Regions from separate parts of the Arachis hypogaea genome. Here region 2 is linked to region 1. Evidence: chromatin contacts called from public Hi-C data. All regions are on one chromosome and are shown on one strand. Each heading gives the region's core, a stretch centred on a gene start, on an enhancer-like site or on the middle of the called end of the contact. The rest is flanking DNA. Distances are from core to core; before and after follow the strand shown. Region 1 holds the start of LOC112716597 (BTB/POZ domain-containing protein At3g05675). Region 2 has its middle 7.1 kb from the start of LOC112717974.

Evidence for each region. A called contact is a pair of places that touch in the nucleus more often than the background predicts.
Region 2: a contact with region 1 is called in a Hi-C map of an unstated tissue, with 4 times the contacts expected there. The contact joins the enhancer-like site here to the promoter of LOC112716597 in region 1. A contact is called at or near these places in 4 of 8 Hi-C or Micro-C datasets (leaf and an unstated tissue).

The regions. Positions count from the first base shown.
Region 1 is chr10:111,596,294-111,601,710 of arahy.Tifrunner.gnm2.J5K5, reverse strand. LOC112716597 (BTB/POZ domain-containing protein At3g05675) reads left to right here and starts at 2,782. Exons shown (of 3, transcript XM_025768531.3): 1 at 2,782-3,254; 2 at 3,381-3,440; 3 at 3,707-5,281. The coding sequence starts at 3,429. The coding sequence ends at 5,017.
Region 2 is chr10:111,663,330-111,668,746 of arahy.Tifrunner.gnm2.J5K5, reverse strand. No RefSeq gene overlaps it. Among protein-coding and RNA genes, the nearest start is that of LOC112717974, 7.1 kb to the left of the region's middle. Within about 2 kb of position 3,401, at least 3 of the 3 cell types and tissues checked have open chromatin away from gene starts, as enhancers often do.

The DNA of each region.
Region 1 (5,417 bases), core at 1,533-4,032:
AGATAAATGATACTTTTATAACGGAATTTAAGTATTCTTGGAGATATTTGTCCGAATTCTAATGGACGGATCAGTGGTAATAATAATAATAATAATAATAATAATTTGGTCCATAAGTCTGTCAAATATGTATTTATGTACAACTAAATCAACTTTCTATATATAGAAAAAAATTAAAATGATGCAATAGACAATATTATATACATAGTGACGTATAATATAATAGAGTCATTGTTCATGTATGTGGCGATGTACAAAACTACGTCTACGTACATATATGAATGGCAAGTTGGCAAATTGGGGGAGAAAGAAAACAAAGAGGAAGGGAGTGGAAAGATGCGTTTAAAAATGATAAGAAACAAATAATTAATAGCCAATCAGAGATATATACGATATCATCATGATATGGTTGGTGGCACTGGCAGATGTGCGAGGGGGTAACTCACCATCGATATTTCAGACGCTCTCGTATTTGATTATTTTAGATCAAAATCGTGAAAGGATTATAATCATTATTGAATTAAAACAGTGAAATTTATTATATATGATAAAAATTGTAAATCTAATAGTAATTAATTTATTATTTTTTATTTCAGAAGAGTCAAATTCGTTTATTTATCTTTATATAAAATATAAGATCATAGAAAATGATTGATATATACTTATTTCATAGTTTAAATTTTTTCGTATGAGTTAGCTTTGAGTATAAGAAATGAATGTGCATCGAATAAATAATAAGGGAATATTTACGTGAAGTTGTTTTCGTATGAAATTAGTAATTAAGAATTATATTAGATAATTTAATAAATTTAATTAGATAATTTAACGATCTTTAATTATTAATTTTTTTATATAAAAATAACTTTATATAAATTTTTACTGAAATAATATATAGTTATCGATAAATAAATAATCATTATTTCTTTTTTTTGTTTATTTTACAAGAACGGAAAATATATATTTTATGTAAAATAATATTTTGCTGAATTTTTTCGTAGAAGATAATTTTTTTTAAACAAAAGCCATACGATAATTATAGATAACAAAAAAAATTAGTCTAAAAAAAACTAACAAATTGATCTTTTTCACGATGAACTAAAATCTGAGAGTAAATCTAATATTTAATTTTAAAAATCTTAAAAATAAGACTAAGAATAAATGAGTTTCTTTAGTTTTTATATCAACATAAAAAGTATTGTAACATTCTGAAATATCTTTTTCTTTTAAGATTCTGAATTTTTTTTCTTGATGTAACAATGTTTCATGAATAAAAGTTAACAAAAATTCACGCATAATTATTTTTATGTAAAGTTGCTAGTTAAAAATTATTAAATAACAATGAGGTTAATATCAATTCGGTATCCATAAGATTCTGACGCTGATAAAATAGTATTCGAATAAATGTTATCGATAAAATAGTCTTTGATTGATTTTAAAAATTGACAAACATGTCTTTAGAAGTGTCCATTTCTAACGAAAAAGTGCTTAAGTGACCACTATATTTTAATAATATGACATATTTCTTTAGTTAATTATTGAATTGCCTTTTATAATTAATTTTTAACAATTACTAGCTGTATCCTCAATTTTTTTGCCATGGCTCCTCCCCTCTCACTGCTTCCCGTATTCACTCTTGTTGGAAAATGTGCTTCTACTACTCCTTTTATTGTCATTTGCCACCTTCCTTCCCCTACCAAACTCCCCCCTCTCACTCTCAAGGTTATCGCAGAATTGTCGTCGCGCACCTACGACCCAATTCAAGGAGGACGTTGCCATCACGTGCCTGACCTATTCCGAGGAGAACGTCATCTTCGCGCACTTGAGGAGAATCATCAGAGGCAGAAGCATCGCCTTTCTTTGTTGCATCAGAGGAGAATCATCTTCGTCGTCGTCCAGCAAGATTGTTAGAGGCATAATCGTCTTTGTTACAATCCGGTCACTATCGCCGCCTCCAATAAGACCGTTCTTAATCGTCGTTGTCAGCTTCTTTATTGTTGGTCGCTCTTTCTTCCAGTAAGTCAGTCTCTTTGCATTTCATTTTTTGAATGTAAACAAAATTAAATTAGTTTGTGCTAAATTTTTATTTATGGTGTTACTTGATGCTGATGAACAAATTTGTATTTCTAAGGTTGCTGCTGAATTGATTTTTTATTGTTTTTCAATTTTTTTTTATTTTTTTTTCTGATTTGAGAAGATCATAGAATTGAGGGTGTCGTTTTCTTCAAACTCGCTCAAACAAATAAAGCAAGTCATTGACTTATTTTTGGAAGAGTAAAACTTAACGTTGATGACACAGCAAAAAAAGCGACGCATACGAGAGAAACGATGATGATCAAGAAGGTGGAGATGTGATAGTTGCTATGATTCAAGACATTTGAAAGTAGTGGTGGATTCAAAATAAATGACCATTCATCTTTAGAGTTCAGGACAAAGAATAACCCAATTTTTTACCTTACAATTATTAAAAATTAATTAAAAAATCCAACTCAATAATTAATTAAAAAAATATGTCATATTATTAAATATGGTATCTATATCAGCATTATATTTGTTAGAGATGTACCCTAACAAATTTAGAAACACATTTGTCAACTTTTAGAATATTTTAAAAGTCATTTTATTGATAATATTATTCAAGTATTATTTTATTAATGTCAAAATCTTTTAGATATTGAATTGTTATTTACCTCAATAACAATTTAACTAAATATATTAAATTATCTAATAATTCTCGACTAATAACTTTACATAAAAATAAATATACACCATAAAAAGTAACATGTTGCTGAATATGGAATTCACTAAGAATACTAAAAAGAATTGGGAAATGAATTAAATCAAGGGTTTTGTTAACTGCCGGTTAGCAGTTGAGAAAAGAAACAAAAGGAATACTGGATAAATAGAAGAAAGAAGGTAACAAACTTAAATGTTCCCCAAAAAAAAAAAAGAAATTGAGAAATAATAGAAAACAGAGTGTGAGTGAGGGAATGAGTAGGAAGATAACAAAGTTTGGTTGATCTATTCGGTTCCTTCATCCTCTGGCTTTTCTTCCAATCCAACCAGCCGCCATCAAACGAAGCGGTGCTCTTTTACAACAACCACCATCCTTTCTTATTTTCGTGTCGGTACGATGTATTTTTTGTTTCTTCTCTCTAATACCCCCATTTCCACTTAATTACTTACTTTCCTTATTTGGACCCCTTAAACCCTCCAACATTTCCTTCTATTCCTTACTAAATTACTCATCCAACAAGGTAGTTACTTTGATATTGTTTGTTTCTTTGGTTGATTTGATTGTTTTGTATTGCATGTCTTGTTTTGAGCCACTGTTCTTGCTAGATCCAAATGGAGACTTTAATTGTTGTTGTGTGATTGTGCAGCTGCTAAGATGCGGAAACAACTTGCTACATAGTTCTGTCTTCATTTCAATGGATCCTGCTGTAAGTTTTTTCTCACCATTTCAGTAATCATAATTTATCTTGTTGCCTTTTGTATTTTTAAGAGAATTTAATAATTAGATTCTATGGGCTCTTATTCAGTTGTTAATTCTTTCAATTTCTGAAACTGGCTTCATGGCTACATTAATGCACTACATTAAACTTTTAAATGCTTGAGTGTAGTTCTTAGGTTGAATTCAGACTTGATTTAGGGACAGTTAAATTCTTTATTATGGTCTGAGGAAGTTATGTTGTTCTGTTTCTTTCAGGATAAAGAAGAAAAGACTACCCATGTAATTGGGGATCAACCAACCAGTGATGTTGTGGTGAGGCTTCGCACACAGGAAGGTCGAGACGATTGGCTGTACTGCCACTCTGAGATTCTTACCAAAAATTGCAAGTATTTCGCCGACCGGCTATCTGAGAACTGGCCAACATGTCAGATCCTTGGTTCTCGTCACTGTGTCGATGTCTATTGCCAAGAATTGGATTTTGATTACCATGTGAATCTCATACGCCTTCTATACGTTAACATTGATGATTCAGGTGACGATATGTGGCATGGTGTTAGAAATGCGCTCGGCATTCTTCAGGTGGCAGTTGAGCTTGAATGCCCCCAAATTGTTACTGCGTGTGTGAACTACTTAGAAGCAGTCGCATGGGAGGAGGCCGAGGAGGAGGAGATATTGAGACTTGTACCTCGAATGGGGTTACAAGCAGAGCCTATTCTAGCTAGACTTCAGCCGGTCAGCCAGTCAGCTTTGACAAACATCTTTGTCTCGGCTATTCGATTTGCCACATCATCTCCTCCACCCGAAATGAATGATCTCAAGTCTTCAGCGCAAGAGCAGCTCGAGTATATGATAACTGAAGATGATGATGCTCCTTTATTGACAGCTGATGACAACATAAGACACGAGGTCATAGACTGTTTAAACAGATTGTTCTCTAGGTTTAACAACTCAGTAATAGCTCCATTCTGTGATTCTGCAGAATCGCTCTCTGAGGCAGGGAATATTCAGTTGTTTCTGTCATATTTGACTGATTTGTCATGGGTCTCGCAGATACTTAGTAAGTTGGAGATAATGAGAGAACTTGTTGAGTATTGGTTTGATGTATCAGAAAAGATTGTGAAGGTGCTTGAGCAAGGAAGTTCTGCGAAGGAAGTAACCGAGATGAAGCTCCGGGCAATTGAGGTGACATCAAAGGTTCTAGAGGCAATCGGGTATGGTAGTGTCATACTGCCAACTGCAAAACGGCTTCAGATTTTGAAAGTGTGGCTTCCATTTGTGAGGGTTACAAAACCGATGATCGATTCTGCCATAATGAATGGTGAAGATGGCATGGTGATTAAGATGGATGGAGAGCTATGGCAATCCCTAGAGTCTTCTTTTGTTTCCATTATTCTTGCGTTACCGTCTGCAGATCAGGCAGAGGTTTTAACTGAATGGTTGGAAAATGAGTGTATCCGGTATCCGGACCTAACTGAGGCATTTGAAGTATGGTGCTACAGGTCTAAGGTAGCTAAGAGAAGATTGTCATTGCTAGGGGATGATCATGCCATGACCAACTCCATTTGAAAATTTCAGATTCAGTTTCTTTCTAATGAACTATTTAGAACTGCTTATCCAAAGATTCCTATCAAGGCATTTAGAAGAGAATATGAACCCTTTTTTTCCGGCTTGTGAATGGAAATTTTGGTAGGAGCCATCCAAATCTGATCATCTCCATTCACTACAACAGTTCAATGTAAATTGCATTGTAGATTTTGTAAAACGTTGTTAGTTTTAACTATAAAATGTAGAAAATGCATTCTGAGATGATTGATTCAAGAGTAAACAAAATCTCTATGCATGATGATAGTTGACTGGTCTCACTTGGTATGTTCTCATTACAATGGCGCATGCTCAAATCAGTTACTGTTGTATAGTTGTCCAGTATTTTATATAATGCTGCATTTATGAAGCATTTTTGTTTCTT
Region 2 (5,417 bases), core at 2,152-4,651, 66 kb before region 1:
AAAATTAATCATCAAAATTTATTCATTAATTAAAATTTCTAACCGTGTTACAAAAAATTTTTTAACATATTCTCCAATTAACTAACAATATCTAAACATAATAACAAAAAATTATCATAATCACTAAAAATATATTTTCTAATGCAACTTCACAACAACTATACTATTTCACTATACAATTTAAATACTCATTACTTAATTACTTAATTATTACAACTAATTTATCTTGCTTCTTCTGTTTAATAATAATTAACGTATATACAATAATATTTAACATTTATTTTTTTATTATATCTGAACAGTAGTATTATTATTCTTAGGCAGCTTTAGTAGATCTATATCTTATATATCTATATTTAAATAACCCAACAAGTTATTTGTAACTGATATAATTCAAAGAAACATTAATCACAAAAGTTAATTAACTAATTATATTTTCTAATTCTATTACAAAAAAAAATTCTAACATATTCTTCAACTAACTAACAACATCTAAACATAATAATAACAAATTATCATAATTGCTAATATTATAATTTTTAAATTAATCATCAGATTTTATTAATTAATTAAAATTTCTAATACTACTCCATAAAAATTTTTACAAAATCTGTAACAAACAACATTTATATATCTATCTACCTAACTTCAACATTTAACCATAAAACACAAAAAATTTCCTACAAAATTTAATTAAAATTCAGAAATTTGCAAAAAATTAAAAAATTTAACTTACATAATCAGGATGAGACAGATATTTTACAATGTGAAGTTCAGGACGATCAACATCTCTAACTTTGTATTTTTTGGCCATTTCTACATATTTTATTGCATGCAACGTTCTTGAAGAAAAAGAGAGAAAGAGGATGAACACAGAGAGGAAGAAATGGGGTTTGAGGCTTGAAAATGATGTTTCGGAGTGAGAGAGTGGGGAAAAGGGGTATACTGGCTGCTGGGGCACCGTCCTGGGGAGAAGCTGCTGTTCGACACGTGGAAGGGGGGCGCAATCGGACGGTGCGTTTCGTCCACGACCAATCGGAGGATCCGATTCCTCCAAACGCTGGGTCCGATTCGTGGGAGGGGGAATCACTGGGTCCGATTCCTGTTATGGCCTTCTTCCTGACACCACACCCATGTTAAGCATCCAGTCACCCCATATCCACGCCTAACACCAACTACTCTTCAATATCAAAATTAAAAAGCGACATTTTGTTCACAATATCTTTGGCCTACAAATTTGTGGTTGGATCAAAATTTTATTTAAAAATTTATTATATCAATAAATTATTATATACATAAAATAAAATTTAAACTGTTATTATTTATTTAAATAGATTAATAAATTAATTATTAAATTAATTTAAATTAATTTTTCTTTTATATTTTATGCAGAGTATTATAATACGTCGGATAAGTTTTTATTAATTTTATGCAAGAAACAAAAAACACATGTTCTACTCGTTACCAACAAATCTGAATGGCTCTCTTGGATCTAATAGGACAAAGATTAATTACGGTATATCGATTATTTCAGGAATATATATAAAGGGAATCTGAGTTATTACAAATACATTATAATCGCTCATATAATTTTACTAAATATTTTAACTTTTAAGTAATTATTGAGTTGAATGTTGGAGTAATTTTACAACTATTTTACCAGTTTGCGGACATATTTAAAGGCCCTCTCAAAGTTCCACATACCCAACGATCATTGTGTTCGGGAATGCCATTGAAGCCAACATTATTAAATTGGGAAATAAATACTCTCAATTGTTAAAAAAAAATTGAGAATGTAAAGTATGATTTTTAATCTTTTATTATTTTTTTTTTCATATTTATTTTTTATTCCACTTATAAAATTAATTATAGGAGATCACACTTTACTCCTTTAATTGTTAAAAAAAATTGAGAAGATCAATTTCCTTATTAAACCTTGTTTCAAAACTTAAGATTATTAAGTTCTTATATTTTTAAGTCCAAAAAATATAACTAAGATTATAACGTGCCTCGACTAATATTTGGATATTAAGTGCCTGTTTGAGAAGTTTTAAAAGTAATTTTTTTTGAGTTTTTGACTTATGAAAAGTAGTAGTATTAATGTCTGTTGTAATTTTCAAAACCAAATTGCAGCTTTCTAAAAAGCTATTTAGGAGCTTATAGAGAAGTTAAAAAAATAAATTCTCTTATAATACTATTATTTTTTATCACATTTCTATAAAATACACTTTTACAACTAAAAATTTAAACACAAAATAACTTATTTATAAGCTACTTTTAATATAACTATTTATTATTTAAACTATTTTATCAAAATTAGTTTAATTAAACTGTTTATTCAAACTGAGCTTAAGTGAGAATGTAGATAAAAGGTGGTAAAATTTTGAATGAGCAAAAGCGTAATTCAATAATTTACCATCAAGGCAAAATATTTTTGGACAGCAACATAAAGTCCATTTTTTTTGGGTCATGGACTTAGCCCTACAAAACCCGACCTCTCGAGAAAAATGGACTCTCCAAACTCACCCGCCCAAGTTGCAACTCCAAACACGGGGACTTAATGGAAAAGTACGAGGAGTCAATAGAATATTTGTACAATGCATACAATTTAGGGAGTATTAGAGATATAACCATTAGTATTATCTTTTTCTATCAGTGTAAGCGTTTAGGATGAGTGGTATCATGACATAGTTTTAGAGTTTTAGATGCGAAAGATCAAGAGTTCAATCTTTGGTAATTTTAGTACCCGGATGGTTATAAATAAAGCATTGACTCTCTAACAGGAGTGGAGGACTCTTTTCACTTTTATTTCATATTGGGTCTGAAATGTCTGAATATACAAACACATTGGCCGAAGCCCAACAAAACCTAAATACCTAAGTAACTTAAAGTTACGCCACAATGCCTAAAACAACAATAACAAATAAAGCCCAAACTCCTCGAAAAAGTTTTAAAAAATAAAGTACCGAAAAAGAAATAAACTTGGAATATGTCTACTGAAAAGTAAAAAGATTAACTAGGAATACAATCTGGACTAAACAAGAGTGTTATTTATATCAAGTTAAAGTGTATAGGTGTATTGTGTATCTAGGATTAGGAATTGTCCAATCTACCGAAGTATTTAGGATTAGGAATTGTCCCCTGACCTAAAAAAAAAAAGTGTATGGGAGACGGAACTCCATCTTTAATTAATAAAATCGACAAAAAAAAAATTATAATTGTGAATACCCCAATCGGCCAATCAGATTTTTTTTTGGGCATAACTAATCCCAATCTTAAAAGCTAAAATGGACTTTTTGGTTGGTCGAAAATGGTAAGAAGTTGAACTTCTTGTGGGTGACAGATTTTTCACACTCCAAAATGATGTCCATAAAGGAACGCCCTAATGCATAATTAAGGTTAAGGCCCATACAAAAAGACTATATGGCCCAATTAGTTTATTAGAGATATATTATTAGGGTTAGATTATGTAAACATTTCATGAAAAAAAGCATGCAATATTTATCTATTATCTATCCTTTTCTATAATTACCAAAAGAAAATATATTCTTATCTGCTGTATATTTATTGTATATAATGAAAATTGACAAATATTTTATAAATAACTTTTTTTTAATTTTGTTATCATATATATTCAAAAAAATATTTTTTATTATTTTAAAAATTAAACAATCTTTTTGTAAAAATATAAAATATTTATTATCTTAACTAATTTCATATTTATTATTTTTTCACATACTTATTAAATAAAACAGTATCTATTAAAATACTAACATCAAAACTATTATTATTTTATTAGTTGGTTTAAACATGTTGGGGAGAACAAATGAAGTATATATGGTCTATGTATTATAGTCTGCAAACATTATTGCCGAAGGTGACAATAATAATAGCTCTATTGAAGAGTTTTAACTTTTAATTGTAATATGAGTCTGTTTAGGAAGTAGTAATTTTTTTTAATTATAAAAAATTACATTAGATGTTTGGTATTATTTTTAAAAAATATTTTTAATTTTTCAAAATTTAATTTAGAATTTTTAAAAAAATTAAAAAATAAGACTTATATCCTTCTCAAAAATTATTTTTATCATTTTTATTTAAAAAAATAACTTTAAAATAAAAGAGATCATTGTGTTATTTTTATTCACGACTCTATGAAAAGTATTTTTTATTTTTGTTGGAAACAATGGCCCTCCACTCTCGTTTTCATACAATGTTCCATCTGTTAAAAGTAATGACCTTCCACCACTATTTTTACGTAATGTTTTATCTGTTGGGAGTACTAATCCTCCACCACTCTTCTCACACAATGTTCTTGTTCCAAGAATTACCTGGAACGTTGATTTGGTCCTAAATGTGAGGTCTAGATCCCTTAGTATAGCAGCGTCTGACTTCTTTGGTGTCGAGATGTCGCCTGTCCGAATTCCTCGTGAGGAGGTGGGGGATGGTACTTGCAAGAGACTCCAATGTTTAAGTTATCAAGGGCTTTAAACAGGTTTTTAGTACATTAGAACGTGAGTTATACATGGGGACTCCAGTGTATTTATAATAGAGTTGCTAACCACCTTTGTTGGAGTAGTTCTATCTTTTCTGATTGATAACTATTCCTTTTATCTTGGGAGTCTATTAAGATCTCCCTTCTAGAGATAGCGGAGAAATATTTGGAGCCAGTTACTCGTTAGGTCAAGTAGAGCTAGTCTTTTTTGTTGATGTCCGACCTCTTTAAGAGGTCGGGCTTTACCGTAAAAGGCCACTTTATTAGTGGGCCTTTTGTCTTATTGGGCCTGGCTTTTATTTGTTGGGTTATGGTATGAACAGTGTCTCTACTTGAATCTAGATCCTTTTATGAGTCAGGGTCAAGCATTTCACGGCTTCTGTTGTGGACGTTGGGCTTTAGCACTTCGGTCTACCCGACGTGTTTGAAATTTTAAACGTTAATGGTGCTTTTCATGAGGGGCGAACGTTGCGCGGTAGTTGCTATTTAGAATGCACGCACGTTTAAAGAGGAGTATAAGAGCTGTTTTTGGTTTATTGTCTCTTATAAGGGGGACTTTTTGGCTCTTCTTCTCCTTGTTGTTGTTTCTAAGAAGATTGCTTTTGTTTTTCTTCACAAAGAACTTTTCTGTGTCATTTCGATTGCTTCTGTTTCTTCCAAGATTTTTTTTATCTTGGTCTTTGAAGATTTTTGCATTCTTCGGCGTGAAGGAGATCGTCCGTGTTTTCTGCTGTTTTAGACGTGCTCTTCCTTTTTCACACTCTTTTTTCGATGTTGGTTTTCGTTTTCTCTTTCTCTCGAACTCTCATTTCTGATTGCCTAGGATTTGCTTTATTGTTCTATTGAGCTTTTACCTTTACTGTTATCGCTGTTTTTCCTTTTTGTTAAGAAAAGGCCTCTTTTTACATTCTAACTTTCTTGC